Regions from separate parts of the Mus musculus genome. Here regions 1, 2 and 4 are each linked to region 3. Evidence: chromatin contacts called from public capture Hi-C and promoter capture Hi-C data. All regions are on one chromosome and are shown on one strand. Each heading gives the region's core, a stretch centred on a gene start, on an enhancer-like site or on the middle of the called end of the contact. The rest is flanking DNA. Distances are from core to core; before and after follow the strand shown. Region 1 holds the start of Zfp747 (zinc finger protein 747). Region 2 holds the start of E430018J23Rik (RIKEN cDNA E430018J23 gene). Region 3 holds the start of Zfp629 (zinc finger protein 629). Region 4 holds the start of Stx1b (syntaxin 1B).

Evidence for each region. Promoter capture Hi-C pulls out the DNA fragments that hold promoters and counts their contacts. Capture Hi-C pulls out chosen DNA fragments and counts their contacts.
Region 1: a contact with region 3 is called in a capture Hi-C map of macrophages, with 4 times the contacts expected there. The contact joins the promoter of Zfp747 here to the promoter of Zfp629 in region 3. A contact is called at or near these places in 1 of 39 promoter capture datasets (the SN4741 cell line), 1 of 15 datasets of contacts at CTCF or cohesin (large pre-B cells), 2 of 484 Hi-C or Micro-C datasets (the P5424 cell line and cortical neurons), 6 of 115 datasets of contacts at active chromatin or transcription factors (bone marrow-derived macrophages, cardiomyocytes, embryonic forebrain and 3 more) and 4 of 9 other capture datasets (embryonic stem cells, liver, macrophages and 1 more).
Region 2: a contact with region 3 is called in a promoter capture Hi-C map of liver, with 4 times the contacts expected there. The contact joins the promoter of E430018J23Rik here to the promoter of Zfp629 in region 3. A contact is called at or near these places in 4 of 39 promoter capture datasets (cranial neural crest, embryonic stem cells, liver and 1 more), 1 of 484 Hi-C or Micro-C datasets (cortical neurons), 2 of 115 datasets of contacts at active chromatin or transcription factors (bone marrow-derived macrophages and embryonic stem cells) and 2 of 9 other capture datasets (adipose tissue and embryonic stem cells).
Region 4: a promoter capture Hi-C map of liver shows a contact between it and region 3, with 4 times the contacts expected there. The contact joins the promoter of Stx1b here to the promoter of Zfp629 in region 3. A contact is called at or near these places in 1 of 39 promoter capture datasets (liver), 1 of 484 Hi-C or Micro-C datasets (urothelial organoids), 1 of 115 datasets of contacts at active chromatin or transcription factors (embryonic stem cells) and 1 of 9 other capture datasets (adipose tissue).

What each region holds. Positions count from the first base shown.
Region 1 is chr7:127,373,541-127,378,059 of GRCm38.p6, forward strand. It overlaps Zfp747 (zinc finger protein 747), which reads right to left and starts at 2,510. Exons shown (of 3, transcript NM_175560.3): 1 at 2,103-2,510; 2 at 1,849-1,962; 3 at 1-1,158. The coding sequence starts at 2,286. The coding sequence ends at 188.
Region 2 is chr7:127,391,219-127,395,834 of GRCm38.p6, forward strand. E430018J23Rik (RIKEN cDNA E430018J23 gene) reads right to left here and starts at 2,403. Exons shown (of 3, transcript NM_198011.2): 1 at 2,035-2,403; 2 at 1,783-1,896; 3 at 1-1,297. The coding sequence starts at 2,218. The coding sequence ends at 210. It also overlaps a transcript of Zfp764 not described here.
Region 3 is chr7:127,612,772-127,617,115 of GRCm38.p6, forward strand. It overlaps Zfp629 (zinc finger protein 629), which reads right to left and starts at 2,501. Exons shown (of 3, transcript NM_001362196.1): 1 at 2,312-2,501; 2 at 1-2.
Region 4 is chr7:127,822,223-127,826,842 of GRCm38.p6, forward strand. Stx1b (syntaxin 1B) reads right to left here and starts at 2,309. Exons shown (of 10, transcript NM_024414.2): 1 at 2,038-2,309. The coding sequence starts at 2,067.

The sequences.
Region 1 (4,519 bases), core at 1,260-3,759, 240 kb before region 3:
AGCCCACAGGTGGATCCGGGTCCTCTTGTCTAGGGTCCAGGGATATAGATAACTGACTGGCTTTTTTGTCCTTATGGCCTTTAATCCTGGTCTAAGGACCCACTGGTAGCTTGTCATAGCTGACTTTGTGCGAAACTGCCTGCCACATTGAGGGCAGGGGTAAGGACGCTCGCCAGTGTGGGTCCTCCTATGGGCTGGAATTTCGGTGCCCTGGCGAAAGCAGCGACCAGTCAGGGCATGAATAAGGCTTCTCACCTGTATGGATGCGCATGTGGCGCCGAAGATATTTGGAATCCGCAAAGGCACTGCCACAGTGAGTGCAAGAAAAGGGGGTCACACCGCTGTGTACCACTCGCTGGTGCTCATGGAGCCTAGAGCGCTGGCTGAAGCAGCGTCCACAATCAGCACAACAGTAAGGCTTCTCCCCAGTGTGGACACGGAGATGGCTGGTGAGTGAAGAGCGCTGTGTAAAAGTCTTGCCACAGTGAGAGCAGCGATGAGGCCGCTCCTCGAGGTGTATGGCCCGGTGCCTGCTCAGGGAAGATGGCCGACCAAAGGACTTGCAGCAATCAGGGCAATTGAATGACTTTTCGCCTGTGTGAGAGTACATGTGCTCCACCAATGCGCACCGCTGGGTAAAACCCTTCCCACAGTCAGGACACTGGTGTGGCCGTTCCCCTCGGTGTATGGCTCGGTGCATGCTCAGGGAGGAATACCTGCCGAAGCATTTGTTGCAGTCTGGGCACTGAAACGGCTTTTCACCTGTGTGAGAGTACATGTGTGCCACCAAAGTGCACCGCTGGGTAAAACCCTTCCCACAGTCAGGACATTGGTGCGGCCGTTCCCCTCGGTGTATGGCTCGGTGAGTGCTCAGGGAAGAATACCGGCCAAATCGTTTGTTGCAGTCTGGGCACTGAAACGGCTTTTCACCTGTGTGAGTGTACATGTGTGCCTCCAACGTGGACCGCCGGGCAAAACTCTTCCCACACAAATGGCACCCGTGACGCTTGTCTGCCCTTAGGACCGTGGCTTGAATTCCACTAGCGGAGACAGCAAATGAGAGTTGTGGCTCCTTCTGCCCAGGTTCTGGAGAAAATGTCTTCTGCATTGCTTCAGTCTCTTCTCTTGGTCTCTTCCTTTCCTTCTCGTGCCTGCAATCTGCTGGGAGACCATGAAAAAAGCTCAGACTCTGACTTCTACTGCCCCTTAATTTCCACAGCCCCACAAGGGGACAGACTGGACACAGGAGTGGAGATGTCACAGCATCTGAGCATGTGCAGTGTGCAGATGTCCAAATGCAGCATAAAGAAAGGGGTCTGGGCCTCGGCTTGGTGGCGCACACCTTTAATCCCAGCACTTGGGAGGCAGAGGCAGGCAGATTTCTGAGTTCGAGGCCAGCCTGGTCTACAGAGTGAGTTCCAGGACAGCCAGGGCTACACAGAGAAACCCTCTAAAAAAATAAAAAATAAAAAATAAAGGAAAAGAATTGAAAAGAAAAGAAAGGTGTCTGTGTGGTCCCAATTCCCAAGTGCAGTAAGCTAAGCACTTCTCAGAGGTGGAAAGCAAGAGCTAAAGGAGACTCCAGAAGGCAGCCACAGTGATGGCAGCAGAGGAGTGGGAACGAGGGGCTACAACCCGTACAGCCTAGTGGCCCTGTATATACGAGGTGAGAGCACTGGACAGAACAATCACAGCCCCTTTCTAGATGAATCCAGGGGCCAGCCATCATGGCTTTGGCCAAGAAACAAAAACAGGGAAGAAACTGCCAGGCAGTAAGTGCAGTCACTAGAAGACACCACACAGGCTGGCAACACAGAAGTTTCCCCAGGCAAGTACCCAGTCCTTCACCTGAGTGGACTTCTGTCCTGCACATGGCCACCTCTGGATCCTGGGCACCGGGTCCCCACACTTCGGACTCTTCCTCCACCCAGCTGATGAGCGCTGGTTTGGCGCATCCGACGTCTGTAGGGAAAGATAGCAAACCCACTAGTCAGGAGGACGACCCAGTTGGTTCCGACCGCCCGTGCCCAGGTCTCTCTGCTGCCACGCAGGACCCACGGTGTCACAGGCATCGCGACCACGGCGGCCAGGAAGGTTCTCACCGAGATAGGTCAGGAGACCGTAGGTCTCGCGCATCACCTCTCGGTACAGGGCTCTCTGCGCCGGCCGCAGATACCTCCACTCCTCCGGGGAGAAGTACACGGCCACGTCCGCGAAGCTCACAGTCCCAGGTTTACAGAACACAGGCGGTACCGAGGCCCTTCCCGGGGCCATCACCTGCGCCATGTAGACTCCCCGCACAGTCCCTGGGTCAGCCCCGCACTCCTGGGATTGCCTGCCCAGTCCAACGTGTCCGTTTTCGGGTACCAGGGCTGAAAAAGGACAGGAACCAGGTCCGTGTGCACCTTAACGTAGGGAAAAAGTGAAAACTGATAGGAGCACAGCGGAGATTTCCGGAAGACCGAGTAAAAATGTGGACTTGGGCGCGGCGTCTCAAAACTACGCTCCCTAGCGGTCCTGCCCAGGGTTGTATCACGTGACTTCCTGCACCAATGACATCAAGCCCTCAACCAAAATGGCCACAGAGTCTACAAGTGCCAGTCTGAGAACAAGTCCCAGGCTGGCAGGCCAACATGACACACCCTGCCTGTGAGCACCACAAACAGGGAGGGTTTTATGGTCTCAGGAGAACCACACCCCTCTCACAGTCAGCTAGGTGGAAGCGGCCTGTGAATAGATGTTTAGTATTTTATTTGTGGTCAGTGTTCATCTTGGAGCTAGAAGCAAGCCTGTGGAGGGAGGGCTGTTAATAAGCTTTTTTTTTTTTTTTTTAAATTAATTTCAACGAGTACTGTAGCTGTCTTCAGACACACCAGGAGATGGTTGTGAGGCATCAAGTGGTTGCTGGGATTTGAACTCAGAACCTTTAGGATGAGCAGTCTGTGCTCTTAGCTGCTGAGCCATCTCTCCAGCCCTGTTAATGAGCTATCAAATGAAGCAGGCCTCCAATTGGGGTGGTTCCACCAGCTTGGTCTACAAATCTCAAACTAGTTGAGGAATACTGACTGCTCCTGATACAGATCAGAGATCACAGAGCTGATCTTTGATCAGCCAGGACACCTGGGACATTCCAGACCATCTAATCTTCTAAAAGGTTAGATGTACACCTGCCCAACTGGATTTCTCTGCCTCACTCATAGGAGGGAGTTAAGATATCTGGGCCATTTGTGAGAGTCCCGGGAGGAATGAGGTCCAACTCACAGTAAGGATTTAAGTCTGACTCATTGTTATTTTAATATAAAAATACCTACTTACAAAAGGGATATTATCCTATTTGTCATCATTCAGAGCTGTTTGTACTTTATAAAAAAAGACAAAGAAACCAGGGATATGTTGGTGGAGGCACAGTGTGGGGTAGGTGAATGGGGTACCTCTGTGAGCTCATGCTCAGGCATCCATTCCTCCAGAGGGACCAGCTCACAATGGTACAGTATAGAATAGAGTTCATTTAAGGCATGGGGAGGAGAGTTGACTGCTTAATAGAGACAGAGGCAGGGAGACAGAGAGAGAGGGAGAGAAGGGGGAAGGATAGAGGGATTGAGAGAGAAAGAGAGAGAGACAGAGAAAGAGAGGGAGTAGAACACATATAGAGGGGGGAGGGGAATGGGGAGAGAAGGGACAGAGCAGAAGAGGGTTAGAGAGCAAGAGAGCAAAAGGAGGGAGCAAGCAGACCCTTTTATAATGAGTCATGGCTGTTGGCAGGAAACGAGGGCAGAGCCTAGAAGAAATGTTAACATTCCCCCATTTTGGTTTAATTAAAAAAAGGGAAATTTTCAAAGTGGTGATGGTGAAGCAGGAGTAGGGTTGTCATGATGTCTGACTATCATGATGTCTGACTACTTCCTGCTGACTTTGGGGTGACATGTGTCTGGGAACCCTAAGAAAATGGGTATGGGGAAGTCGGTCCAGTCTTAGCAGAGTTGGCTGTTTCCTTGCTGTCCAGGGTCTGTGGAACCATCTATGGAGAGAGAGGATGGAGCAGGTCCAATAGGTGCATCTGTGCCTGTGAAAGAAGATGGGAGCACCGGTGGGTTGCTTCTCTGGAGCTGTCCTGGATGTAGTAAATGGCTGGACTTGACAAGATGCTGAAACACACAGACACACACACAACAGGTAGAGATGAAAGTTAAATAAATTTGGCAGAGAAACATCTTTTCTTAGGAAATTTCTTGAGGAAATGCCTCCATGAGATCCAGCATAATAAGACATAATTGACAATAATATTTCTCAATTATTGATCAAGGTGGAAGTGCCCATTGTGGGCGGTGGCATCCCTGGGCTGATAGATCTGGGTTCTGTAAGAAAGCAAGCTGAGCAAGCCAGTAAGCAGCACCCCTCCAAGGCTTCTATATCAGCTCCTGCCTCCAAGTTCCTTCCCTGTGTGAGCTCCTGTCCTGATTCCCTTTGGTGATGAACAGCAGTTTAGAAGTATAAGCTGAATCAACCTTTCCTCACCCAC
Region 2 (4,616 bases), core at 1,153-3,652, 220 kb before region 3:
TCTAGTGGGGTTGCCCAGCCCAGCCCAATAGACGCCAGGACGACGGTACATCCGGAGTGTGTGCAGATGCATCTGGAAACCTCCTAGAAGACTGTACCCGGTGCTCAGACCAGCAGTACCTAGAATGTCTGTGACTTCAGGAAGATGCCATAGGTTCAACCCTCTGGGCCTCAAACAATGTACATATTTCACCCTCTATGTTGGTGCCTTTAAGACCATCCCCCACACTCCTGGAATATCTCTGGATAATGTTGGAAGCCCACAGGTGGATCCGGGTCCTCTTGGCTAGGGTCTAGGGATATAGATAACTGACTGAATTTTTTGTCCTTATGGCCTTTAGCTCCTGGTCTATGGACCCACTGGTGCTTTGTCACAGCTGACTTCGTGGGAAAGCGTCTGCCACACTGAGGGCAGGGGTAGGGTCGTTCACCACTGTGGGTCCGCCTGTGGGCTGCCATGTCAGAGCTCTGTCGAAAGCAGCGTCCACAGTCAGGGCATGAATAAGGCTTTTCACCCGTGTGGGTGCGCATGTGACACTGAAGATATGCGGCCCGGGCAAAGGCTCTGCCGCAGTGAGTGCAAGTGAAGGGGGTCACACCGCTGTGTACCACCCGCTGGTGCTCACGGAGCCCAGAGCTCTGGCTGAAGCAGCGTCCACAATCAGCACAACAGTAAGGCTTCTCCCCAGTGTGGACACGGAGATGGGCAATGAGGCCAGAGCGATGCGTGAAAGCTCGGCCACAGTCAGAGCAACAATGAGGCCGTTCCCCTCTGTGTATGGCCCGGTGAGAGCTCAGGGAAGAAGGCCGGCTGAAAGATTTGTTGCAGTCAGGGCAATGGAACGGCTTTTCGCCTGTGTGAGTGTACATGTGCGCCACCAATGTGGACCGCTGGGTAAAACTCTTCCCACAGTCAGGACACTGATGCGGCCGTTCCCCTCGGTGTATGGCTCGATGCATGCTCAGGGAAGAAGCCCGGCCGAAATACTTGTCGCAGTCTGGGCACTGAAATGGCTTTTCACCTGTGTGAGTGTACAGGTGCTCCACCAGTTTGGACTGGTGGGCAAAACTCTTCCCACACACATGGCACCCATGACGCTGGTCTGCTTTTAGGATAGGGTTGTGCACCGCAACAGTGGGGTGCCCCTGCTGAGAGTTCTTGAAAAGCAGCTCCAAGTTGCAAGAAGGGGAAGCAAAGGAGGGGCGTGGCTCCATAGGCCCAGCTTCTGGAGAAAGTATCTTCTTGGTTGCCTTGGTCTCTTCCCTTGGTCTCTTCCCTTCCTTCTCGTGCCTGCAATCTGCTGGGAGACCATGACAAAGCTCAGACTCTGACTCTACTGCCCCTCGATTCCCACAGCCCCACATGGAAACAGGGCACAGGAGGGGAGAGGCCACAGCATCTGAGCATGCGTGGTGCACAGATGTCCAGATGCAGCATAAAGAAAGGTGTCTGTGTGGTCCCCATTCCCAAGTGCAGTGAGCTAAGCACTTGTCAGAGGTGGACAGCAAGAACTGAAGGAGACTCCAGAACGCAGTCACAGAGATGGCAGCAGAGGAGTGGGAACGAGGGGCTACAACCTATACAGCCTAGTGACCCTGTAGATATGAGGTGAGAGCACTGGACAGAACCCTTTTCAGATGAATCCAGGGGCCAGCCATCATGGCTTTGGCCAAGAAACAGAAAAACAGGGAAGAAACTGCCAGGCAGTAAGTGCAGTCACTAGAAGACACCACACAGGCTGGCAACACAGAAGTTTCCCCAGGCAAGTACCCAGTCCTTCACCTGAGTGGACTTCTGTCCTGCACATGGCCACCTCTGGCTCCTGGGCACCGGGTCCCCACACTTCGGACTCTTCCTCCACCCAGCAGATGAGCGCTGGTTTGTCGCCCCCGACTTCTGGAGGGAAAGATAGCAAACCCCACGAGTCAGGTCGACCCACTTGTTACGACCACCCGTACCCAGGGAACTCCGATCCACCGCATGACCCACAGTGTCAAGGGCTACGCGAACCCAGGCGGCCAGGAAGGTTCTCACCCAGAGAGGCCAGGAGACCATAGGTCTCGCGCATCACCTCTCGGTACAGGGTTCTCTGCGCCGGCCGCAGACACCTCCACTCCTCCGGGGAGAAGTACACGGCCACGTCCGCGAAGCTCACAGTCCCAGGCTTAAGGAATGCAGGCCAAGCGGAGGCCCTTTCCGGGGCCATCCGCGGCGCCATGGGGACTCCCCGCACTGTTCCGTGATCTGCCTGGCGTCCCCTGGATCGCCTGCCAGATCCTAGGTTGCCGCGGTGGGGTACCAGGGCTGAGAAAGGACATATATCAGGTCCGTGAGCACCCTAATGTAGGTGAAAATTGAAGATTCCTAGAAGCAGGTACAGATGCAAGACGTGGTGATGAACTCATAGAAATGGTAGCAGTATTTGTGCATAAACGTGTGGGGGCGGGGCGGGGCGGGGCGGGGCGGGGAGTAACAAGAACCTTGATCCCTGGGGTCCCGCCCAAGGTTACGTCACCGGATTTCCTGGGTCATTGTTTTCTAGCCCTCATCCAAAATGGCCAAAGTGTCTACAAGTGCCAATCTAAGACCAAGACTGAAGTGGACGTGCCTATGTGGGCGGGGACTCCAGGACCGCGAGTATCGTGCAGTTGAGGAATGGTACAGATTCTGTGTGTTCACACCACTCTCAAGTTAAGCTAGGTGGAAGCAGTCTGTGAATTTTGGGTTGGGGTAGAATCTGAGAAAACTCATTTCAGAGATAGAAGTTTAAAAATGAAAGCTTTATTTCTGTGCACGCGTATGTAGTGGCCAATTTGGGAGCTGAACAGCATCCCGGAACAGAGCTTATATAACGTTTTCATAGGATGAAAACACAAAGCAAGGGGGACTTGGGTGCACTGTTGCGTTAGTCAGTCTTTCACACAATGGGTTAAGCAAGGAAGTTAACTTTGGTGACTGGACCTCATCAGCGTCACTTTGTTTCAGGTTCCTTGATTTAGCTTTTGCAGCCAGGTCGCATCCTGGACTGGTCTGGAATTTAGAATGATAAGGGAACAATGGAGTGGGCAATCTGCACATTTATGACTTGTGTGCCTTAGTTTAGACAGCAAATAACAGCAACATCCCTCTTTACAGCCTTTACTGGATAACAAACATGAAACACCTAAAGTCACAGGATAGTTGTTAGTTCCAGCCTGGGATCCTGAACCCTGTCAGCAAGATGGAGGTCCAGCAATGGCTGGACTCAGGAATTAACAGGTGTTTGGTGTTTTTCTTCTGGTCAGTGTATTGTGGAGCCCCAGAAAGCCTGTGGCAGGAAGAATATTAATAAGCTAGAAAGTATAGCAGTCTCAGAGGTTGTTTCCACCAGCTTGGTCTACACATCTCAAAGTAGTTGAGAAATACTGTCCTTGACACATGTCTGAGATCATAGAGCTGGTCTTTGATCAGCCAGGACACTCGGAACATTCACGACCTAATCTTCTAAAACTCTACATCTGCCCATCTGGATTTTTTTTCCCCTTCACTTCCAGGAAGGAATTAAAGTTTCTGGGAAGATTGTGAGATTCCCATGAAATATCCAAGAGAGGAATGAGGCCCTACTCACGGTCATATACATCCAGGTTTTCAGTCTGGTTCATTGCTATTTTAATATAAAATACCTACCTATGAAAGGAATCTTGGCTGGGCAGTGGTGGCACACGCCTTTAATCCCAGCACTTGGGAGGCAGAGGCAGGCGGATTTCAGAGTTTGAGGCCAGCCTGGTCTACAGAATGAGTTCCAGGACAGCTAGGGCTACCTAGAAAGCCTGTCTCGAAAAAACAAACAAAAAAAAAAAAAAAAAAGGAAAAAAGAAAGAAAAAAAAGAAAGGAATCTTATCTGTACTCAGCATCATTCACAGCAAATGTTAATTTGCTAAATTTCTTTCTTTCTCACTGGGGAGGCGCTTCAGCCAGACTTCAGGACAAGGGGCTATCTTCCTTTGTCATGCACCCATAATTTTCCCTGCCTTTCTTCTATGTCTTGGTGCAAATACATTGGGTCAAGATCAGGTTTCTGCTCACTGTACTAAACTTAAAGATGGAGCAGGTATGACTTCCCATGGCCCAGAGTGATTTCAGATCTCCCAGCAGATTGTGCCAAGGTCCGAGTGACACAGGGAGCTTCGGCTCTGGGAGGCTGCTGACAGTGAGTGCCCAGGATGCATGCGGTGCACAGCTATGGCAGAGCTTTGGTGGGAGTGCTGCTCTGGGCTGTCAGCTGCTGTCTTCAGAATGTGAAACCCATTGTTCCAAGCCCCTCTGCCTTTTAAAGTTTCAGTCGGATGATCAGATGTTATCTGATGGGCCTGACACCAGCATCCTCAGCGGCTGTGTGTCTGTCTGACGAGTGTTCATAACCAGAATACACAAAGAACTCAAAAAACAAACAAAAAAATCCACATATGACCCATTCAGAATAAGGGCATAGCATCTGAATACAGAGTTCTAAAGGGAAGAAATAGGAATGACTAAGAAATATCTCCAGAAATGTTCATCATCCCTAGCAATTACAGAAATGAAAGTCAAGACAATGTCTTTTGAGATTTCATCTGACCCCAGCCAGAATGGGAAA
Region 3 (4,344 bases), core at 1,251-3,750:
CTCTGGTGGGGAGAGATGGGTACACAATGGGACCAGGTTTAGTGCTTTTCTTTGTGCTCCCACTTGTGTGACTCTCGGGGACCTGCCGCCACTCACTTCTCCGACACCATTTCTCACTGAGCCCCTTAGTCTCAAAGGCCTGGTTCCAAATACTGCAAATCTTCCAGATTGCAATGAAGCAAGTCGGTGAATGGAGAGGCAATGGAAACCCCATCGTCATAACCCTCTGTACCTGCACTGAAGGCTGGAGCGCTATCCAACATTCAGATGGGAGGCAGGCTTTCACCCCACACATCTGATGCCCAGAGGCCTGGAAACGTGTTATTTTGCAAATCAGAGGAAGCTCATTAAGACTCCAATTTTCTTCCTTTATGGGACTGCTAATTGAGAGCAATAAACTTTTCCCTTATGAGCCCCAGAGAGAACTGAGACTGACTCTTTTTAAGGGGTTAAAAAAAAAAGTTTCCCTGAAGGGACAACTACTCACAAAGAGTGGGGGCAGTTTGCCATTCTCCAAGCACAGAGGATAGCCTATGGGTGGGAAGGGGAGTCTGAAGTCAGGGGCTCCTACAGGAGACGAAGGCAAGGAAAAGGGGAGCCTGACTCGGTGGCATACTTGGGAGATGGAAACCAGAGGATCAGAAGGTCAAGGTCAAGGTCAGTCCCAGCTACCCGAGACCTTGTCTCAAACAAAATGAAGGAGAAAGGACAAGCAAGGAGGGGAGGGAAGCAAGTGTGTAGAGAGCATAGGTGACTACCAGGTGTCTTCTTCCTTTCACTGCCTTGAGAGACTTAAGAGTCATTTGTCCATTTTACAGATTAGTAAGTAGACACTGGGGGAAATGTCTCCAAGGCCCCAAGGCGGGAAGTAACAGGGCTAAGACCACAAATTCCGCGTTCTGTGTTTGGCTTGCCCTGTGGCATGGGTTGACCTTGACAGTCACATGAGACTCCTACTTGTGGTCTCCTGGCAGGAGAGGAGGAGAGCTCGGAAGCCCGAGAATGAGCCAGAAAAGTGCAGGGAAGCCCAGTTCCCTCGGCTGCAAAAGTCAGACCCAGTGAGGAGGTCTGAGAGGCTGCGTCTCTGAGCTCTAGGTACGGATGTCCCCAAAGCCACCCAGACACACACCTGGGGACCCATCCTTCTGCCTTATTCTTTTTGTTGATGCTTCATCACACACCTAGGACAAGTACCCAGTAAAAACTCTGCTGGAGGACTGAGTGAGCTGGACACCTCATGCTCCCAGAAAGCCAGCCTATCTTGTTCAGTGTCTTTTAAGATCAGTTTGCAGATCGATGTCAGAAAAGTGACATAAGTTCGTCAGAGTGAGCCCCCAGGGGAAGGAGTCATATCTGTCACTCAAAATCCCGGGGGTGATCCCCAGGAGAGAGAACAGGGCTGCAGGAGGGCGCTGACATCTAACGGAATCCCTGGAATAATCTACCCTCGGGGTGACAGTGTGCATAGGTACTTTGTGCACAGGGACAAAGAGGACAAAGCTCACCAAGAGGTAGCTGGGGTGTGAAGCAGGTGAAGCAATGGACAGCTGACCAACTGCTAATGCAGCCGAGAAGTGAGTTAGCCATCCCCTATCTCTAAGTGTTTTTAGGGAGAGATGGGGGCCCCCCGGAGAGGAGAAGGTTACCCTGCTGAGCTGACCGAGAACAGGTAGGAGCTTAGATACTTGGACAGAGAAACTTAAAACTCAAGGGCCTACCGTAGAAGGGAAAGAGTTAATAACCAGGCCACATGCAAGAAGTAGCAAAGACTGCGAGGCGACTACTACTGGGAACCAGCCCAGGCCCAAGAGCGCCAGCCTCCTGCCCCGGACGACCCCCAGAGGACCGAGGCGGGAAGGACTGCCGGAGACGGCTGCCTTCCCGCGGAGGTGCGCGCGGCCCAGGGTGACCCTGACCAGGAGGCAGCGGGACCGCCCTCGACGCCGCCCCCCGCACCCCGGCGGACCAAGACTTGAGCGCCTCCGGCCGGGAGCACCCACCCTGTCCCCGGCTCCCAAAGCCCAGGCGAGCCGCCGGCGTTCCCTCCCCGCCGCGGACGCCCAGGCTGCCCGGCTCCGGGAGAGCGGCGGCCGCCTCGCCGCCCCCGGCCGGACTCGCTCTCTGGGCGCGCGCGCCTCCCCTCCCCCACGGCGGTCCCCGCGCGGTTCTCACAATCCCCCGGCCGCCGTCCCCCGCCGCCCCGGGCCCGGCCTGCGCCCCTCGCCCGTCGCCGCCTCCTTGGCCCTATTGTTCCCCGGCGGCTGTCCCGGGCCTCCAGGCCACCCCGGGAACCCAGGCGGCCCCAACTCACGGCTCTGGGGTCTGGGAAAAGCCGAAAGGCAGAGGCCAGCCCCAGGGGACTTAACCCCTTAAGTGCCCTGCCTCGGGGGACGGGCTAGATGCCGGGAACTCTAGGGTCCTTCTCAAGGGGTGATTCCAGGCTGAGGACCCGGGGACCAGTTCAGGGTGACTGGGACGGAGCAGGAAGTGACCCCAGCTTCCCGGGCCCCTCTAGCCTGGAGTCAGAACATCAGCTCTATGGGATTTAACCCTTTGCCTCCCACAGCCTGGGAAAAAATGAGGGGGTGGGTATGGAAGCAAGGAGGTGGCTGATGACGCCCCTCTCCCAGTGTCTAGTGGAATCACGGAAGATCAGCTTTTGGGGGAGCTCAGAGGCCGGCGAAGGTCTTCGGATTTCTGGCCATTCTCTCCAAAGACTCTGCCAGCCGCTCAGTTAAGCTGATCTCAGATTCGGCCGCCGCGGGTCCCCTGAGACCCGCCTTTGTTTGGACTCACCCAGGACTGGGGCTGGTATGCCTGGGTTGGTGATTAGGAGGTGAAAGCAAAGGTTGGGTGGGCTGACCTAGCGGTAAGAGCAGAAGCTAATGGGCCAGGCAAGGCTACCCAGCGCTACGGACCCTCTTACCCACCTCTCACCCCCCCACCGGTGGTCAGGTCTCCCTGGAGGAAGAAACTGACAAGGTAGGCAAGCATTACCCCTTCCCAGCAGCTCGGTGGTAAGGTATGCAACTCACTGCAGGGCAATCCTTCCATAAACTTAGGGAGCAAGAAGTAGTGGTGAATTCCTGTAATTCCGTTGCTTGGGAGACAGAGGCAGGAGGACCTGAAGGTTCAAAATATTCGTGGCCCACATAGCTCCAGGCTACCTAGCGAGACCCTGTTTCTAAACAAGGAACCTCACAGGGCTCCCAAACTGTTCCTGCTTGTGTCTCATTTTCTCCCCACCACATCCTGAGAGAGGACTTAGAATCATCCCCATTTTACAAGGCAAATTAATCAAGACATGAGATGTGAGGTAAAGTTCGAGGCCACAGTTTTCAATGAACCCAGGTGTGAGGAGACCAGAGTTGAACAATTGAACATTCTACCCTCAAAAAGTTCCATAGTAGCTAAGCACACCACCTGTAATCTTCAGCCATTAGTAGGCTGAGGCAGGAGAATCAAGAGTTGGACTTCAGGATCAGCCTGGGATGCACAATAGGACTCGTTTCAAACCTTAAATAAATAAATAAATAAATAAATAAATAAATAAATAAATAAATAAATTCCAAGCCCTGTATGGGAGTGAATAGCTGTGACTCTAGCACTGCAAGCTGACACAGGAAAATCACCATGAATTAAGACCAACCTAGGTGAATATATACTGGCTGGGTCAAACCCCCCTCCCCCACACATGTAGCAGATGTATATAGCTCGGTCTTCATGTGAGTCCTCCACAGCTGGATCAGGGGTTGTCTCTACAGCTTTTGCCAGCCTGTGGATTTTGTTCCCCTAACTGGGCTGCCTTGTCTGGTCTCAGTGGGAGAGGATGCATCTAGCTATGTTTGATGTGCCAGGGTGAGGGAATAGAAACAGGGGAGGCTCCACCCTCTCAGAAGAGAAGGGAAGGGGGATAGGGGCAGGCCTGGGAAGAAGGGGGCAGCAATGGGGATATAAAGTGAATAAATAAATTAATGGGGGGAAAAGACCAACCTAGGCTACACAGTGAGGCTACATGTTAAAACACCAATAAATAAATATTGACTTATAATAATGAATAACGTTCAAAATTTAAAGACTGCTATACTTAACAAATCAATGAGAAAACTGCTTCAGTTTGTAAACTGCTAGTTAGTAAAATGCACCCTGACAGCAAACTTGCCTAAGATAAGGACTGCCCTGAACTGCAAGCTAAACTTAAGAAACTGCCTCTATTGTCCTTGCAAGACAATGGGTCCTGGGAACTAACCACTAGTTTTGTTTAAAAAAAAAACAAAACAAAACAAAAAACTGCTTGCTTGCTGGAGAAAACTAAGGCACCTGCAGGATGTCTGTTGAAGTCAG
Region 4 (4,620 bases), core at 1,059-3,558, 210 kb after region 3:
CAGCAAAGCCATCAGTATTTACCCAATCTCCCCCCCCCCGCCCCGTAACCCCCCAGCCCCCAGCTCTCCACATCATTTGCCTACTGCCCTAGCCACCTGGCTTCCTCCACCCCCACCCCCTCCGGCAGCCCTGGCCACAGGTTTCTTCACCTCTGGGCAGGGAGCCCTGACTCACTCAGAGTTCTCCCCACTCTGTCTCCCTCTCCCTCTAATTATACCACACTTCCACCCCCACCTTATCGCATTTCTCTAGGTTTGGGAGTCATGGAATATTCTTGGCTGCTGGAGATCTGAGTTCGAATTCTATTTTCTCCCTTGTTTAGTTGTGTGGCTTGGGGAAATCTTTAAACCCTCTGGGCTTCAGTTTTCCTGAATATTAGACAAGGCAGACTCTCTGTCTACCTTACCAGGAAGTTGGTTGGGATCTAATGGGATTGCCATGACAACCTGCTTTGCAAACTGCACCTGGAGGGGGGGCGGTTAGGATACTGAGGCTGCTGGTCTGGGTTTGAATCCTGCCTTTTTCTAGCTCTGTAACTTTGGCCAAGTTCCTTAATGTCTCTGAGCCTCTGTTCCCTTTTCTGTGAGATGAGATCATGCTAACACCAGCCTCATAAGATTGCCGGGAATCAGAGGTGATTTCCTATAAAACACACACAGTACAGTTGCCATTGCTACTATGGTTTTCCTCACGCAGTAAATACTCCTTCACATCTCCTCCCTCACAGTCAGCTCCTTCATTCTCCCCACTTCCTCTCCAAAGAGCCACTGTGTTCCTTCCCCGTATGGCCTGTGAACCAGGGTCCCCAACTCCAGGCCCAACCTTTGGAGGCTTCCAACAACACTCTAAAACTTGTGTTTCAAAGGCCGGAGGGTGTAGTCCCATGGTCAACTCGGCAGCCTGGAGGCCCCTGAGCCATTTGACCTGTACCACACACATACTTGCTTGATGACCTTGGGCCAGTCCCTTCCCATCCCTGAACCTCAGTTTCCCAATCTGTCACGTAGAGTAACAATCCCTTGGAATTCTGACATATCCCAATCCAGAGGCCACTGTCACACAGCAAACTGGAACCTCAAGCTCCTTGGGCTCATGTCATTCTTAAAATGTCTCGGCACCCTCCCTGCCCAAAACCATTCTCAGCAGGCGAGCACAGTCCCTCCAAAGAGCAGCCTCCCCTGCAGCCCCCCACCTTTCCTCCTCCAGCTCTGCTGGCCAACCGCCTGGAGCCTGGCCCCTGGCTTCCAGCAGCCTGCCCCTGGCTGCTCCCATGCTCCAGTTCCCCCAAGCACTGTGTGGCCTATGTCACACAACCCAATTCTGTGACCTGGTGGATGGATCTTTCTCTCCTCTCTCACCTTTGGGGTCACCTAAGCTGAGGCTCTGGCCCAGGGGAACTCAGTCACACACACACACACACACACACACACACACACTCCCCCTCTGAGCAGTGCCCTCTCCCCACGGAGCAACATACCAGTGCGCGTGCGCGTGGACACACACACACACACACACACACACACACCACCACCACCACCACCACCACCACCACCACCAGTACCACCACACACTTCATTCACTGCCAGGTGCTGGCATCTAGTTCCAACCTGTGTCCTCCATAGCATCCCAAATCTGGGTCCTCCTGGACCCGGCCTGGCCAGCAACCACCCCCTCCATCCGCCTAATTTGACAAGCCTGCTCTAGGGGATGATGGTGTCCCCCAATCCTCTCTTGACATTCACTTTCTCCCACCCCCAGGTTAGATTCTAGGGTCCTCCCGGGCATTTGGGCTGCCCAGGCCCCTGAGACCTCTCCTGCCCCCTTGTGTCTTAATGGCCTCCAACTCCTTCCAGCCACTGTCCTCCAATTGCAGGTTCACTGGAGATACCAGGTGCCAGGAGATGTGAGGGCTCCTGGCTTCCAACCTCTAGTCTCATCATTTGCTCCCCATGTCTCAGAACCTCCCCCACTCCATCCCCCAAGCGCTCCCCAAATACAGGGTCCCGCCTCCCCACCTCTCCCACCCCTTAGCTCACACTCCGCAGCTCCTGAGTCCGATCCTTCATCCTGCGACGGGCTCCTCCTCCCCTTCTTCGTCCTCCCGCCTCCGCTGCTGCTCTCTGCCTCTTGCCTCTGTCCTGGAGGCCGGGGTCTGGGGGCACCGGGCTAGACCTCCGAGGGATGTGCGGATAAGGTGCGCGGCGGGGGGGCGGGGAGCTAAGGCCAGGCAGAGACAGGGGCCTGGGCCGACTGGGCTCTGCCTAGGCTGCGGTGGCGATGCGGCTGCGGCACAGGGTTGGATGGAGGGATGCGGGAGCCGAGGCGCGGGGGAGGGGGGCGGAGGGAGGTGAGGAGGAAGGGAGGGAGGGGGAGCGGAGGGGGCGGGGAGCAGGGGGCATGCGCAGCGCCCCGGGCTGGGGGCGCCTGGGGGTTGTAGTCCGGGGAGGGGCACCCAAGGGAGGGGCACTGGGGAGGCCCAGAAGTTGGGAGGGGGGAGCCCAAGAAGCTCGGAGAGATGCAGAGGCAGGGATAGAGATGCTGGGTAAACTGCAGTTGGGGTGGACCGTCAGAGAAGGTCTAAGGCAATGAACTAAGGGACTAACCTGAGAGGAGCGGAGTGTCTGTGAGCCTACGCAGGACTTCCTTTTATCCTGTCCCTTCGGCTCTGCGGAAGAGTCTTTTGGGCATTAGAAATAACAAACCTGACCCTGTATGTGGCTATTGCTTGCTGAGAAGGACATGGGGCTTGTTCTGTACATCCTTTGTCACCCTACCTGAGAGTGCCCTGGCACTGGTGGATCTCAGCTTGTCAACCCCCAAGAACAGAGTGGTCACTACCTGCTGAGACTTTTGGTCTGGGATTTTGGATGACTGTGTTAAAAATGATATTTATCTTGGCCTAGAGTGAATCTCAGTGGTATATGCTTGCCTGCAAGGCCCTGGGTTCCATCCCCCAAGCCGGGGGTTGGGGTGAGGATGGGGATGCAGAAGGAAGGAAGATGTCTGCTGGGAGTAGAATCTTTGGTGGTGGTGGGGGTGTAGAATCTTGAATCTGGTGCTGCAGAAGGTCCAGAGAGCCTGCCACCCTCTGCTCTCCCTCCTTCCATCCTATCCTTAAATATTACTTCAGTTCTTCTTCTCATGGCAGTGGGGTTTGGACTCCCAGTTGGGTGGGCTTCCACCCTGCTTTTGCCAAATACCCAGTAACTACCTTAAGACACCATTCATCTGTGTCATGGCAGGCAGGGCCTACCGTCTGTGACCTTCAACAGTTCCTACAGCCAAGACAAGACTCTCTTCTTGTCTCCTCACCTCGCCTGCCCCCGCCCCCCACGTCCCACGCCCTTAACCTCTGAGTTCTGCCTCCCCCCTCCCTCCAGTTCTTCCTCTGATCTGTGACCCTCAGTCAGGGCTCCTGGGAGCTAAGTTATCTTCTTCCTTTTTAATCCCTCTGACTTTACGTACACGTGTATGTAGGTGTGCTCACTTGTACATGTGCACACATGTAGGTCAAAGGTCAGTGTTGGGTGGCTTCTGTCATTCCCCACCTTACTTGTAGTTTTTGTTTGTTTGTGTTGTTTGTTTTTTCGAGACAGGGTTTCTCTGTATAGCCCTGGCTGACCTCGAACTCAGAAATCCACCTCCCTCTGCCTCCCAAGTGCTGAGATTAAAGGTGTGCACCACCACGCCCTGCTTACTTGTAGTTTTTGTTTTAGAGACAGGCTCTTGCACTGAACCCAACCTTACACCATTTTTGATCTACTGGTTGAGCTGGGACCTTCCTGTTTCTGTGCCTCTGGGGCCTGCAGGCTTACAGGGGTATAGAGGTGTGCTCTTGTACACAGCTTCTGTGTGGATGCTGGAGATCTGACTCAGGTACACTTCACCCACTGAGCCTAGGTTCTCATCTTGGCCTACTGTACCTTCCTGCATCTTCATGCCTGTAGTACCCACTCACCTATACCTGTAAACCAGGGAATCTCAGAGAAAGGCACTGCTATAAGCCAGAGCCAAGAACACAGAGAAAAACCATGCTGGCAGAGCTTACCTATAGCGAGTATGGCCAGGACTCTGGTGTGGAGACCCCAGGGATAGTGGCCCAGAAGTGTTTCTTCCTGTTCTCATCCATGATGGCATCTCTACCTACCCAGCCACTCAGTGGAGCAGAACCTGTCCCTGTCTCCCTCCCCTCCCCACAGCGCTGCTGCTGTGTTCTGCGTATCCACCATGTCTTCCTCCCTACATGGTAACTCATCAGCCTCCTAGCCACTACTGCTACCCCAAGTGTGCAGATCAGCAAGCTGCGGGTTCAAAGGGTTAAGTAGCATTCCGATGTTGCAAGATGGGGTTCTCTTTGGCAGCATCTCCCTCCCTCCCTTTAATGCCAGAGTTTGAAGTTAGGCTTGTCACACGCCAGGTGAATGCTCTACCACTAAACTACAGCTCAGTCCTGGCTTGCCTTGTCCTGACCTTCCTCCTGTCGGAACTACTTCAGGCCAGCCTGTGCTCTCCTCACCTTCCTTCCACCTGGGCCACCAGGGACAGTCTTCATTGGTCTTCCCTCTTGAAGCCCCTTCCCTTTATGTCCTCCTTCCTCTCTGGATACTAGTCGTATCTCC